3 separate regions of the Mus musculus genome follow, and regions 1 and 3 are each linked to region 2. Evidence: chromatin contacts called from public HiChIP or PLAC-seq data. All regions are on one chromosome and are shown on one strand. Each heading gives the region's core, a stretch centred on a gene start, on an enhancer-like site or on the middle of the called end of the contact. The rest is flanking DNA. Distances are from core to core; before and after follow the strand shown. Region 1 holds the start of Serpinb9b (serine (or cysteine) peptidase inhibitor, clade B, member 9b). Region 2 holds the start of Foxc1 (forkhead box C1). Region 3 has its middle 20 kb from the start of Serpinb1a.

Evidence for each region. HiChIP or PLAC-seq counts read pairs in DNA pulled down with a chosen protein or histone mark.
Region 1: an HNF4G HiChIP or PLAC-seq map of pancreatic cancer cells shows a contact between it and region 2. The contact joins the promoter of Serpinb9b here to the promoter of Foxc1 in region 2. A contact is called at or near these places in 2 of 39 promoter capture datasets (liver and maxillary cranial neural crest) and 1 of 115 datasets of contacts at active chromatin or transcription factors (pancreatic cancer cells).
Region 3: an H3K27ac HiChIP or PLAC-seq map of large pre-B cells shows a contact between it and region 2, with 4 times the contacts expected there. The contact joins the enhancer-like site here to the promoter of Foxc1 in region 2. A contact is called at or near these places in 5 of 39 promoter capture datasets (the 3T3-L1 cell line, hippocampal neurons, maxillary cranial neural crest and 1 more) and 4 of 115 datasets of contacts at active chromatin or transcription factors (kidney, large pre-B cells, pancreatic cancer cells and 1 more).

What each region holds. Positions count from the first base shown.
Region 1 is chr13:33,025,571-33,030,423 of GRCm38.p6, reverse strand. It overlaps Serpinb9b (serine (or cysteine) peptidase inhibitor, clade B, member 9b), which reads right to left and starts at 3,010. Exons shown (of 7, transcript NM_011452.3): 1 at 2,824-3,010; 2 at 795-972. The coding sequence starts at 962.
Region 2 is chr13:31,804,268-31,809,073 of GRCm38.p6, reverse strand. Foxc1 (forkhead box C1) reads right to left here and starts at 2,428. Exons shown (of 1, transcript NM_008592.2): 1 at 1-2,428. The coding sequence starts at 1,866. The coding sequence ends at 205.
Region 3 is chr13:32,829,441-32,833,676 of GRCm38.p6, reverse strand. No RefSeq gene overlaps it. Among named protein-coding and RNA genes, the nearest start is that of Serpinb1a, 20 kb to the left of the region's middle. Within about 2 kb of position 1,591, at least 119 of the 459 cell types and tissues checked have an H3K27ac peak or open chromatin away from gene starts, as enhancers often do. A contact at or near this core is called in pre-B cells, where this site is marked.

The DNA.
Region 1 (4,853 bases), core at 1,761-4,260, 1.2 Mb before region 2:
GCTCTTCTCAGAGACTCTGCTACCTGCTGAGAGACCCTTGAGACATTCTGGAGACACATCCTATCCAGGCTGGCTCCAGGCACCAAGAATGGATTGGCGGGGGGGGGGGGGGGGGGGGGGGGGATATGCCCCTCCACCCCCTTTATAAGCACATTCTCTTAGTAAACTCGCGGGCCTTGATCAGAGAAAATTTGTCTTGGCCTCATGCTTCTCTCTAGTCTCTCTTTCAGCCCCAGCCTGCCTTCCAGAAATACCCGGTTCATGTAGGCCGTGAGCCAGCTTACTACAAAAACACTCTCCAAAATGTAAAGGGAGTACTGTCAGGAGCAGAAATGATTTTTAATAATGCAATAGCTATAAATGTCATAGTCTGTCTACTTCTGATACTTTGGAAGACTACAAGTCTATATAAAATATATCTAAACTGTTGCCCTTTAACTAAACTCAGCTATTTCTAATTGAAATATGTCAAAAACACCCATTTATAATTAAGGTAGAACCATGAGTTTGCTATCTGGCCCTTAGTTCATATTCCTGAAAGAGCTGCATGGGGACAAGGTATAGCATGAAATTATTTATGCGCCACTGGTAAATGAATTCTAAACAAAGTATTGAGAGTTCCACCCTAGTTGTTACTCAGGAAATCTCATTGCCCTTAAAGAAGTCTTACTGGAGGAGACTCTCCCCTTCCTCTTTAGCCCTTGCTCCATAAAACAGTGTGTGCACATTCCTACTGTCCCTTATCAGCAGTTCTTATGCATGTGACATGGGTAGGGTTATGACAGAGAACATACCTGAGATATCTGGACTGCGGTCTGCTCCTTTGCACCCAGGAGGACCATAGCTAGAGCAGAGGAGATGCTCACAGGAGAAAAACATACATTTTTGGAAGGGTTGCTTTGACATAACATCTTCAATAGATGGATGGCAAAGGTGCCATTTGCTTCAGACAGAGTACTCATGATGCAGAGTCTGGAGGGAAAGGAGATATGGGACTCAACACAGAGGTGAAGGTTCATTGGTCGGAAGCAGGGAAACTTGGGACTCTACTTCTGATTAATATTCCAAGATCATAAGTACTTTAAATTGAATTTCAAAAATTCGTTCTAGTTCACAGTCTATCCATTTTTAAAGTTATTAGGAAGTGTGGCCATGGCAGCAGACCATACTACCTTCTTTCTCATCTACAGAGAAAGGAAAAGAAAGGAAAGATCATCAGAAACAAACCCAGGACACAGCAGAGAGAGGCTGGCTCTAGTCTCCTTCCATACACACACATACATATCTTCTGAAGAATGTTGAGCTTTGGCTAAAGAGAAGGAGGAAGAGAAGAGGAAGCAAGGAAGAAAACAGACAGGAGCATCTAGGTCTTCTAGCCTGCCTTCAGCAACTCTGCATTCTGGACTCTGCCTGTGAATAAGTCTCCTGAGATACCCAGATATCTCATGAGACAGTGCCCATTTGCAGTTAGACAGGAAAGACTCTGAGATGCTGAATGACACCCCAAAACAGGCTGGTGTTATCAACTCTGTTGTGTAGCAGGGAGCATTCCCCTGCAGTGACTGCTCAGGAGACCTTGTATCCTCTGCAGACACCCAGGCTGCTTTTCTCTTGAGCATGCCTCAGCTTCCAGATAAATGGACAGCTTGACCCAGACTACGTCACTGCTCCAGATGCCTTAACCCAGGTCTGAGTCACTGTGCATTCCATGACTGTGCTCTCACTGTCATATGACTCTTGAACCCTGGAAGTCTGTTTCAGAGTGCATGGTACTGTGCTAAAATACAGATCAAAAGCCTCGGGAGTCTCAGGACACCTCAACCCATGCTTCTTCCTACTCTTCAGACAGAGGGACACAGCATCCTGGGAGTATACTTAGATCCTCTGGGTCCTCCCCTGAAGTCTCCCAGGGCTCTGAGGGAAAGGTGGGGCTGCATTATATCAAATGAATTACCCTCAAGGTGGTCCTCTCATCTAACCCAGCTTGCCCCTCCTCCTGCATTCCTGCCTACCCTTAGGTCACTTTAAAGTTGCTTCTGAGTCCTTGAAGTGCTGTTTACTTCACCTAGAAGTTCTCCTACCCCATCCCTGTCACTGAGTTCAAACTCCTCCCCCTTCCAACTTCATTGGAACAGGACAGCCTCAGGGCCTCTGCTGTCCTACCCTAGTGCAGCTGCCCCACCCCGGGTCTGCTCATTACTCTTAAGTGTCACCTTTCTCTTACTGATTGCTGTCCACCATCGTCCATATTCTGGATCTCTGTGAAGTTAAGGGAGATGTCTGACACCCTAAGAGTAAGCACCTGGAAGCAGCGTCAGATAAAGGGATTACTCAGATAAATTCATCAAAGACATGATTACTGTCAGCATGGAGTGAACTGTTTTATAAATGGCAATGAGCAGTGCTCAAATTTGGACTAGAGACCTCCAGATGTTTAAAAGGACCTGATTTAAAAGAGTTCACTTTTGTAAGAAAGGAGGAGAGAAGGCTAAGGCAGTCAAATTGCCAATTGTAGGTACTGAGAAGAAGCACGGAAGGAGGCCTGTGAAGAGGCTGCTAACACCTTGCAGCCCCTAACCTGACTAGTAGAAGAGGAGCCAACACAGCCTAGGTCCCAGTCCCCAGGATCAGCCTCCCTGACACTTGGCCAGCTGGGGTTCCTCTTGGAGTCTCCTTTTTAAAATACCCATCACACACCAGCTCCCAGCTCTCTCTTTCCCTAACTTAATATTCCTGAGTTTCCCTCCTGGATTCAGCCTTTGTATTCTAAAACTGACTTATGGAGGTCCCACAACCCCAATCTGAGCCAGGCAAAAAACCTACCTGAGTAGCTGCTGCTCAATGTAGCTTTTTCAGCCTGGATGTCCCCTATAGCTTAACACAGCAGCCTTCCAGATTCAGCTGAGCCTTTTATTCATTCACTTCAGGGCAGGGACTTCCTGTTTAGTGCCTCTGGCCACCTACAGAGAGATAGGCTGCCTCCAGCTCTATCCTTTGCAAGAAGAGGACTGGTGAGGGTTGGGGAAAAAAAAACTGGGTGGGCCCTTAGAGGAAGGGAAAATAGCAGGAGTTTTTGCTGTGTGACAAAGAGAATCATTGCTGGATAGCATTCTTGGTTTGGGGTGGGGCATGGGGGATATGGAGGGTGCGCAGTATCAAAGCCCGTTTCCTTTTGTTTGTTTGTTTGTTTGTTCTTCTTGTTTTGTTTTTAATCAAGTCACCCTTTCTCTGTGTAGCCCTAGCTGTCCTGGGAATCTCACTCTACAGACCAGGCTGGCCTCAAACTCAGAAATCTGCCTGTCTCTGTGTCCGAAGTTCTGGGATTAAAGGTGTGTGCCACCACTACCCAGCTCAAAGCCAATTTCTTAAACACTAGTCCTACTCTCCTGTCAAATACTAATGCATTTCATGCTTTTCTCCTCAGTCATGAGCATTTCTTGTGAACAGAATATGTGCTCATGTATGTGGTATTCTATTACTAACCTGATGTTTCAGAGGCTCAGCCTTAAGTGTCCAAGGTGGCTGTGACTGGGGCACAGAGAACAGTCTTGCTACTCGATGCCATCTGTAGGAGTTGGATTGTGTCCAGAAATCTCAACTCAAGTGAGTCCACCATTCTTGAATTTGGCACAGAAAGAAATTTCATGAAGAGACAGTGTGAGATGGAGTTGGATTTATTGAGAAGCAAACACAAATATATTTAAAATGAGTAAAACACAAAGGGAAGAAAAGTAGGAAAACAGAGAATGAGACACACCCAAGCATGCAGGGCTCTCAAGGAGAGCATGGCTGCAGTGACTCAGCAGTAGCTTCATGTATGGCTTTGGTGGCTCTCAGATGTTACATCTTACAAAGTTGCTGAGAAACTCTCAATCTCCTTTATAGCTAATAGAGAGCCAGTATTTCTTTGTTTAGTTATTTAAGGACAAGCTTTTAAAACTACAAAGAATGAGGCTATATGAGGGCAAACTCATAAGCAGAACTTCCAGGCAGAAAGAAGTCTTGCTAGGAAATAGGAACATTAGGAGGACTTCACAGACCCAGGAAAGGCTCATCCTGTCTACAGGATCATTCATTTACTTCTCCTAGACAATATCAAATTTTGGTTTGGTTGAGCCTGAGAGCTCACACAGTTTCAACCTCTGTGGTGCACTCAGTCTAGATAAAGCTTTCCACTCCACGTGCTCTCCGTATAACCTATGGATGGGAGCTTTTCTCCCAACTCTTCCTCCCTGAAGCCCACTGGGGTGCATTTTGGATTTCTCCAGAGTGCTCATCTTCTCTGCTCAGCTCCATTTTCCACAAGAGTCTGCTAACCCCTCACCCAGCAGGGAGTGAGCACAGCTATATGACCTTTAGCCTGTGGCTCTCTTGCTCATCTTGCTTGGGGAAAGGTTTGGCTTCCTCTGCAACCTCTGTCCTTATCTGTCCTCCACGAGCAGTAGGGGATTTCAACCTCCTATTTCTTTGTTTCTCCTATTTCCTTGCTTTGACCAACAACCAGTTTGACCATCTTCTATCTTAACTCACATTCTTGGGGCTACTTTTCAGTTTGGTCCCACATCACTGAAACCGCTGGCCCATTGTTACCTTCCCCTTTGTCTTAATATCTTCTGACACAGTTTCTCCACTCTGCTCTGCTTCTCCTTCCTCACCCCAGCTTTCTCCAGAGACTTCCCTGCCATCCTCTTCTTCATCTTCCAAAAACAGGCTATGTTATTTTCTCTTATCTGGAAAGCTCTGTTCTTTTTTATTTTTTTTTTCACCTCCTGCCCCCCAATTTTATTTTCTCTGTGTAGTCTGTTTCAACGTGGATCTGCCCTTTAAAACAGTGCTCACTCTACAGAGCACAG
Region 2 (4,806 bases), core at 1,179-3,678:
CATTAATCTTTTAGGAAAATAGGTTTTCTTTGAGCTGATGCTGGTGAGCTGAATTTCAGGAGAGATTCTGTTCGCTGGTGTGAGGAATCTTCTCAAGTTTTAAAATTTGTATGTTTTTAGTTTCGATTTTGCATTGCTGGATTCTTTTACTGTTCCTGCTCTGGGGTTCCATTCCATTTGGCTCTAAGAGTGCCGGGAATAGGGTCAGAATTTGCTACAGTCATAGACGAAAGCCCCCGACGTGCGGTACAGAGACTGACTGGCAGGGAAAGCCATCTGACAGCTACTATTCCCATTCACCGGGGAGTTGTTCAAGCCGATCCGCTGAGACTCGAACATTTCCCGCACCGAGTGGAAGTTCTGCTGCTGGCCAGGGTAGCCTGCGGCCGCCGCAGCCGCCGCCGCGCTCGCCAAGTGGCCCAGGTCTCCACCTGCCTGGTTCAGGTACCACGAGGTGAGTCGGCCCTGGTGGGATGCAGGGTGGTGGCTGGCCTCCTGGCCGCCCCCGCCATGACTCAGGGACGAAGAGCTGCTGCTGGTCGCTGGAGGCAGCGAGTAGTCGGGCAGGGGGTCGTCCACCGCCGCGCTGCCCGCGCCTCCCGCCGGACCCTGCAAGTGGCCGCCACGCTCGCCCGCCGCGTACAGGCTCATAGCCTGCAGGTTGCAGTGGTAAGTGGCGGCGCCCCCCGTACCCGCAGCGCTGCTGCTGCCGCCGCCTCCGCCGCCGCCGCCACCCCCGCCGCCCGAACTGCCCGCACTGGAGCTCTGGCTGCAGGGGGAGCTGTAGAGGGAGCTCTGGCCCGGAGAGTAGGCACCCAGCGCCAGCGGGGGCGCGATGCCCGCGCGCGAGGACGCAGCCGCCGAGGCCAGGAGGCCGGAACCGAGCTCAGCGGCCGAACCCTGCGGCGACCCCCGCAGCGACGTCATGATGTTGTCCACGCTGAAGCCCTGGCTGTGATGCGGCGGCGGCGCAGGCTGTGGCGGCGGCGCGGGTTCTGCAGCGTCCAGGCTGAGCGGCCGCGCCGACGGCAGGCTGCCCGGGGGGCTGCTCCCGCTCGACAAGCTGCTGCTGCTGCTGTCGGGGCTCTCGATTTTGGGCACTGTGGCGGCGCTGCCGCTGCCTAGGGCGGCAGCCGGGGACAGGGGCTGGGGAGGCGAGGGACACGTACCGTTCTCCGTCTTGATGTCCTGGATGCGCACGGGCGGCGGCTGTGGCCCGGGAGCGGAGCCCTCGGCCTGCTCCGGGGGCGCGGGCGCGGGCTGGCGGCCGGCCTGCGGCGGTGGCGGTTCTTGGAGGTGCAGCCGGCCCTTCTCCTCCTTGTCCTTCACTGCGTCCTTCTTCTTGAAGCGCCGCCGCCGCCGCAGGAAGCTGCCGTTCTCGAACATGTTGTAGGAGTCCGGGTCGAGCGTCCAGTAGCTGCCCTTGCCTGGCTTCTTGTCGTCGCGGGGCACCTTGACGAAGCACTCGTTGAGCGAGAGGTTGTGCCGTATGCTGTTCTGCCAGCCCTGCTTATTGTCCCGATAGAAGGGGAAGCGGTCCATGATGAACTGGTAGATGCCATTCAGAGTGATCTTCTTGTCCGGGGCATTCTGGATGGCCATGGTGATAAGAGCGATGTAGCTGTAGGGCGGCTTCACCATGTCCTTGGGCTGCGGCTGCGGCGTATAAGGCCCGTAGGCGCGCGCCATGCTGCCCGGGTACTGCTCGGCGTGAGCAGGGTGCGAGTACACGCTCATAGGGGCCGGCATGGCGGTGTAGCCGCCCCCGGCCGCCGCCGCGGCAGCGCGATAGTAGCTCTGCTCGCCGCCGAGGTAGGGCACCACTCCCAGGGAGTTGGGGCTGGACACCGAGTAGCGCGCCTGCATGGCCCCGGCTCGCCGCCGCCAGGCGCAGCCCGCCGCCCCCCACCCTCGCTCGGGCCGGGCCGCGCCGCACCGGCCGCCGAGTCCGAGTCCGGGCCGCGCCGAGCTACCGCGGGCCCCTCCGCGCTGCGTCTGTCCCGGCCGCGGCCGCCTCCTTGCGCCCTGGGCCGCTCGGCCTCTCCCTGCGCTCGCCTGGCGCCTCGCAGCCCACTCAGTTCCCGCGCGGGCGGCGAGGGAGGGTCGCTGCACCCGGAGAGGGCCAGACCAGGACGCTGCAAGCCGCCTCGGAGGAACGTTCGGATCAACTTCCAGGCGCAGTCGGGGCAAAAAAAGAGACAAAAGTTAAAAAAAAATTAAAAAAAAAAAAAAACAAAAACAAATAAAAAAAATAAGGCGCCCTGCTCGCCACTGCCTGCGCCTTCCAGGAGACACTGCTCGGGGCTGCTGGCTAAGGCGGCCAAATAACCAGGGGCGGGGGCAGCGCGCCGGCCGCCTTCCCGGGCCCCCGCGTCACCTTTTCTCAGTCTCTTGCGCCGGCCGCTTAAGGAAGCATTGGGAAAACTTCTGAACTTTTGAGCATCCGTCACCCAGGCGAGGACTTTTTTACGCAGTTACATTTTTTTCCGGGCAGGGGAGCCCCGCCCCACTACGGAGGCGGCAGCCAATGGGAGGCGAGAGACGCCTGTGAATGAGCCAGCGGCCGAGCTCTGCCGGCCCGCTCCTGGCGGCTGGAGGACCGCGGGGCTGACCACACGCGCGCCGGCTGCCCGGGCCCGGCGCCCGCGCCCCTGCCCGCAGCCCGCGCTCGGTCCTCCCACCGCACCCACCCACTCACTCCCAGACTCTGCGGTTCTCCCGGTCTGCGGACTTTCGGAGTCCTCACCGGCCCGGAGACCCTTCCTGCGTCCACTGTTCCCAGGCCTCCACGGAGCCCTCGAGTCACACAGGATCTGCCTCAGTCCTTACTCTACCGTGCTGTCTCCAGCGCCGGGAGTTTCTCCGTCCTTTCCAGCCCTCCGCCCATCCCTTGTCCTCTCCTTTCCGAATATCCCTCTCCCTGCTATCACCGGTCACACCAACATCACATTTGCTCTCCACAGGCAGGTTCTCCAGTCCGACTTTAGGTTACCAAGGCTGTTACAGCCGCCGGGGTTCCAGTGAGGAAGAAGATGGTATTTCGGTGCCTCGCCCCACTCCCTGCTAGCAGTAAGCGGAGGGGATAGAAACTTGGAACTTCAAACGTGTGTTAAGCTGATGGAATGTGTAGGCCACATTGAGGAGCACGGGGTTCACAGGCGTTCCAGGGCTTAAAAGAGCTAGAGAGTTCGGGCTAAGAGGACTCCAGAAGTTTCCTCGACAAACCATGCGTTGCCCCTCTGTCCTGACCAGTACATTTTGGCTCGTAGGGGCAGTTAAGTTCAAAAGAGCTCGGTGACATTAGTAGTTGTGGTGAAGCAGAGTCAGGTAAATATCCCCAAGAACTTAAGGCTTCCCCCAGCCACTCTCAGCCTCTACCCATTCCAGGGCAGCTGTCTCACAGAGTCTGAGTTGGAGGAAGTGTTCAGAATTGCACCTACAAGGCGGCTTAAAGATTTTGAAGAGATAAGCCCCGAATGATCCTAGATATTCCGTGATTAAACCTCAAGGCTGCAGCCTCTGGGTGACTAGAACAGGATGGGTAGAGATGGGGGTGGGGGGGCGGTATTGGAGGATCTGAGAGGATAGGCCTCCCTCTGACTGAAAAACAACCCTGTATTTCAGCAACTGGTCCAGAAAAAAAAAATCTGACAGAGTGGGCACCAGGTCGTTTGCTAGAAGATGGGTTTGAGAGAAACACTGTGAAAAAGTGTTTGTGAATATTTTTCACCTCGGTTCCTCCGATTTCTGGTAATCTTTAACGCTAGGACTTGCTGGGAGTCAAAAGGTTTACCGACTTGAACCTTCTTTCCCTCACTAACACACACACACCATCACCACCACCTCTCCCTTAGTAGATAAAGATGCTTATTTATGCAGTAGGCACAGCTCTGTTTTGCTTGAACATATGCTTATACGCACATACATACATAATACATACATGTGTGTAATTTCAAAATGGGCATTTATATCAAGGAAAGAAGACTCATGTTTCTAGAATTCACACACAAACACAACACTCTCTCTCTCTCTCTCTCTCTCTCTCTCTCTCTCTCTCTCTCTCTCTCTCAAAGGGAAGCAAGCAGTTTGCATCCTGGTCTAGCACAATGTGGGCTCACTTGATCCTCTATTCCCAGATGTTTGCAAGACTAAGGACACTGTTGGACTGGGAGAAGTACCAGAGTCAGCAGTTGTTCCTAAAGATTCTTGAATGTGGTGAGAGTATAAGCTACACGTCCTAAAATATAAATTCATGTCTCCTTCTAGCCCAGCACACCAATGGCCTCACCAGCTCCTGACGCTGTGGCTTTAAGTCCTGGGTCTGGCCCTAGCTGGAGTACAATTAGAAAGTGATCGTCCCCTACACCTTGGCATTTGGTTCTTAAGCTGTGTGTGCACAACCAGCTGTGTGGTAGGATGATCGCAGCTTTTAGCAACTTCGCAGCTTTTAGCAACTTGTTTGTTTTCTGATTGTGGGGTTTCCACATTCCAGCGGGCGGGGTTCTGTAAGAGACAATGTGTTGCGTGCCCTCCCCCAGTCCCCAATTGCTCCCCAACCCCCAGTCCTTAGAAGTGTAAACAGTTTGTTCTGTAAATAACAAATCAAACAGCAGTGGTGTTTTCTGTTGCCCTCCTGGCTTTGGATATAAAATTTGACATTGTGAAATTCGTATTTGGCACGCGGGGGGGTGGGGGGGGTGTTCAGTTTTACAAAGATCAACTTTCCATGGTTTGGCTCTGGATAATCGCCAGGAAAAGATATTTGCATTTGGTTTTTATATGCTTACTCGGAAGCAAGCCTCCAGT
Region 3 (4,236 bases), core at 342-2,841, 1.0 Mb before region 2:
TTAAACCCCTTACTTACATCTGTCATAATGGGACCTACTATTTTGTGCAATCAATATAAACTGATTTTAAAAAGAACTTCGATCTTATTTTGCTTTTCTGCCCCTTGCCTTCCCTTTTCTCTTGGCTATTAAGAAACGCTTGTCCTAGATACAAGCAATTTTGTTTCCAGTTACACAGGAAACCATTGTCTTCCTGAGCTGTTCAACCACAGCTCGGTTGTGATGGCAATGAAACCCTTCAGAAGCCCTCTTTGTCGGCTCACTTTCTGAAAACAGTAAAGTGAACTCACCATCATGTGACAAGTCCCAATGAAAGACAGCAAAATGATTGTTTAGCTAATACTGCTAAAATTCCCACCAGCCCAGTAAGAAAAGTTACCCCTCTATAGGAAAGATCCCGGCTCCTCTCCACCTCGACCTCTCCTGCCCTTGATTTTAACCTTCACTTATGAGAACAGACTGTCCTAGTCTTCTGGGGGGCAGATTTTGCTTCATCTTGATTAAAAATAATGGCAAAGATTCAAAAAAGGGAGATATATCTCATACTTATCTACATACTAGAATATTTTTAAGCTTCTTTAATCCTCTCATCCGGCTAATGAGTTAGATGTAACATGTTCTCATTGTATGGATGATGAAACCAATAAAGAGATGTTACACAAGCTGTCCACAGTCTCAAGAGCCAGCTTTCAGCCCAGAGAGCCCGCCCATTCATCTATGCACTGACACTGTCTTGCACAAAGCCTCACACGGGGAAGGGAGGGAAGGATGGAGGGACTCTTCCAAACATGTCAGGACAGCCTCTAGGTGACTAAGCTTTGCTGTAGATCTTGGAAGTCATTGCTCACATCCATTTGTCAGTGTTTCTGAATCCTGGAAATGCCTAGCAGCTGGAGACAAGGGTGAGCAGAGCAGACTTTCCTGCCATAGACTATTTTAACAAGGAAAAGACAGGATGAGGGCTCCAAGCATAAAAGGCAGGCTCTGTGGAACACAGATTCAAGAAGAAAGGAGATTGTCAGTCATAGAGCAGATCCCACAGCCATGGAAATGAAGACCGTGGCCCAGTATTCTGTAATGTTCCTTCAAATCCAACATTCTACAGACTTCATGGACCTGGGAATGTACGGGACTCACTGGTCAAATGTTGGTGATCTAACAAGAATAATATAAGGGAATTTGGCATCAACTGGTATAGGGAGCAAAGGAAGGCTTGCGTGAGTGAAATCCTGAGGAGATATGGATTTTTATCATGGCCAAGGCTTTGTGGAGGACAGCAAAGGCCTGCCAGACACATGGCCAATTGACAAAGCTATTATCCATATGGGCCAGGCTGGGCGCAGCTGTGTCAAGGATGCCCAAGGCCTCACATGGGAAATAGGCAAAGCTGTTTCGCATATGAGCCAGGCTCAAGAGAAATTGCAAGGCTTTTCTTGGGAGTTCTGGTGTACTGTTTAGGAAGACTGATAAGTGTCTACAAAGTCTAGTAACTGTATTTCCTTCTCCCAGTGTGTACAAAGGCTAGCAACTGTATCTTCCTCCTCCGCAGTGTTTACAGACTGACACTGCTCATGCAGATCTCCTACCCCAGAGCCAACTAGCCCCGCCTTCTGTACCTACCTAATTTGGTTTCAGGTTGTGGAGAACTCCCACAGGACCCCAGTTTCACTGTCTGTGAGTCACATGCCCTTGCTACCTCTGGCCAGAGTTCTGGGACCCAAGTAAGTAGGGAGATGGCAACCTGGGTTCATTGTACTGAGAAAAAAAAAAAAAAACTACAATCACAGTATAATTTTAAATACACAAGAGACAAAGTGTTCCAGTCAGTGAAACAGATGCACAGTTCTCAGAGAGGCAGAAGTTATGTTTACAGACAGAATGGGTGAGCTGGGTGCACTGGTTCTTTGGAAGAGTGTCCACCCTGATCCACTCATAGCTCAGTCATTCTTATTCAGAGATTTACAGCCTAATATTGAAGATTGCCAAGGGTTATTACTGAAGGCTATCTCTTTGACAACCAACCATGTTGCCTGGCAACAATTTCCTTGTTGATTTATTATCTCTTCTTATCATTGTTTCTGTAACTTCCGCAAATCTATCCCTATTCTGTTCCCTCCCACATGAAATAAAGTTCCTTTATATTCTGGGCTTGCCAGGCAGCAGGAGAAAATGATGGCTTCATCAGACTTAATTGTGACATAAAAAGCTGGATGCTTCGCTATTATTTCAGCCCCAACTTCAGTTTGACTTTAAGGCATTACTTGAAATTCCTATCGACTATTAAAGCAACACTCGCAAAATCTTGTGACAGCTATCGCAGTCAGGATGGAAGAAACTGGGATGTGAAATTTCACGGTTTAGCTTCTCGTGTTGGGAGGATCTGATCAGAACTAGACTGCCTACAGGGCAGGGGTGGGGTGGGGTAAGGAGTCCAACCTTTGAACAATATAAAGCAGGAGGGTACGTGGTTCCTTTTTCTAGTGGTCAACATGCTGAAAGAGTCTTAGGTAGAACAGTTGAAATTTGAGGGATGTATTGTGACAGAAGTTAGGTTCATTTAAGCCATGAGGAATTTCGTTTTCCTCTGTGTGTGTGTGTGTGTGTGTGTGTGTGTGTGTGTGTGGTATGTGTGCAGGTACATGTGTGTGGTGGTCCAAAGTGTTCTTAATTACTATACCTTATATATCAAAGCAGACTCTTCTCCCTAAACAAGCAGCATGCCATTTCAGCTGGTCTCACTAGTCAGTTTCCTTCAGGGATCATCTGCAAGGATTACCAGCGGCTGCTATGCCTACCCAGCTTTTACATGGGTTCTTGGGCTCTGAATATCTGTCTTCACAGTTGCCTGGTAAAGAACTTTACCCTCTGAGCTATTTCGTCAGGCCCCCGGAAAGAAAGTTAGATAAGTCATTCCTGGTGGATCTCAGAGCTTCAATGCTCAGAGGTCTGATAATGTCTGGAACTCTGCAGGCAAGCTGCATCAGTTGCCTTCATATTTGACATACTTGTGTTGGAAGAGGAAATGTTTAGACCACTTGTCCCCAGCTAATGGTGCCATTATTACATATGCATATACATACATATTATACAGTCCAATTACAGACTGTGGACCCTTTACAGAGTAGACCCAAGTGGCAGAAGTCATGGTGGGCGAAGTAATGCCTAGCCCCCAGTTCCTGTGGAGCTCTGTTTAGTGTTCTTCTGGGACATGAACAGTCGCCACTACATTTACTTCCTAAGCAGTAAGCTGACCCGACACAACTTCCCTGCCATGATGGTTCTCCCAAAATTTTACTCCCTTACAGTTATTTAGTCATAGCCACATAAAAGTAACCAATGCAAGCCTCTTTAAGATGATAATACTTGTCATGAAAATAATAATCTTTAGTTGCCATTTACTTTGTAGTGATGATATGTCACTTTTATTTTGGTGGGGATGAAGAATATGCGCCCAATATCTGACAGAAGAGGATTTTGAGGGCTCTGGGCTCAGGAGAAAATGACTGGGTGATGCTGACTGGGACAGCCTTGTTGTACTGTGACTTTACTAACCCCGAGTCCACAGATCCTGAACAATTACAGACTTATTTTGGTTTCCCCTTCTTCCTCATCAGCATGCTACTTTCATCGTCCAAGGGGGAAGATTCAAAATACACTGAGACAAAACTGATAAAAATGAAAGAAGGCGTCAAATCTACCAGTATAGTAAGAGACCACAGCACAAGTGTCTGGGGAGACAGGACTCTTGAAACAAACTAGCGTTGTAAGGATGCCTGATTTGGGTGGTTAACTGCAGGACAGTTCTTCAGGGGACCTTGGACCAATCTAGTCCCTTAGCTACTTCTCAAAAACAAAAATTCTCAAAGTTAGGAATACAACAGCTTGAGAAGAGGACCCTCTTCTAGAAACCAGATGGCTCTCTGTGCTCTTAGTGCAGCTTGTCAATTATCCCTGGGAAAATAAAGTCCAGGATAGCATGCTTTCTGGGCTACATCAGTGGTGGTGCATGGTAGGAAATCCATCTACTCTGTTAAGCATTCCTGAGCCTGAAGGCTCAGTTCCCAGGGCACCCTGCACTTCCAATCTCTTGCTGCCTGCCTGAAACTCACTGCCTGTGAATATGTTGTATTTTACCAGATGCAGGTAAGTCGATATCAGTGCACAGTAAGATGGCTCTACAAAACCTTTTTAGACCTGTTTCCAGCAAAGATGTTAAGACAACTGACTGAATGTCAT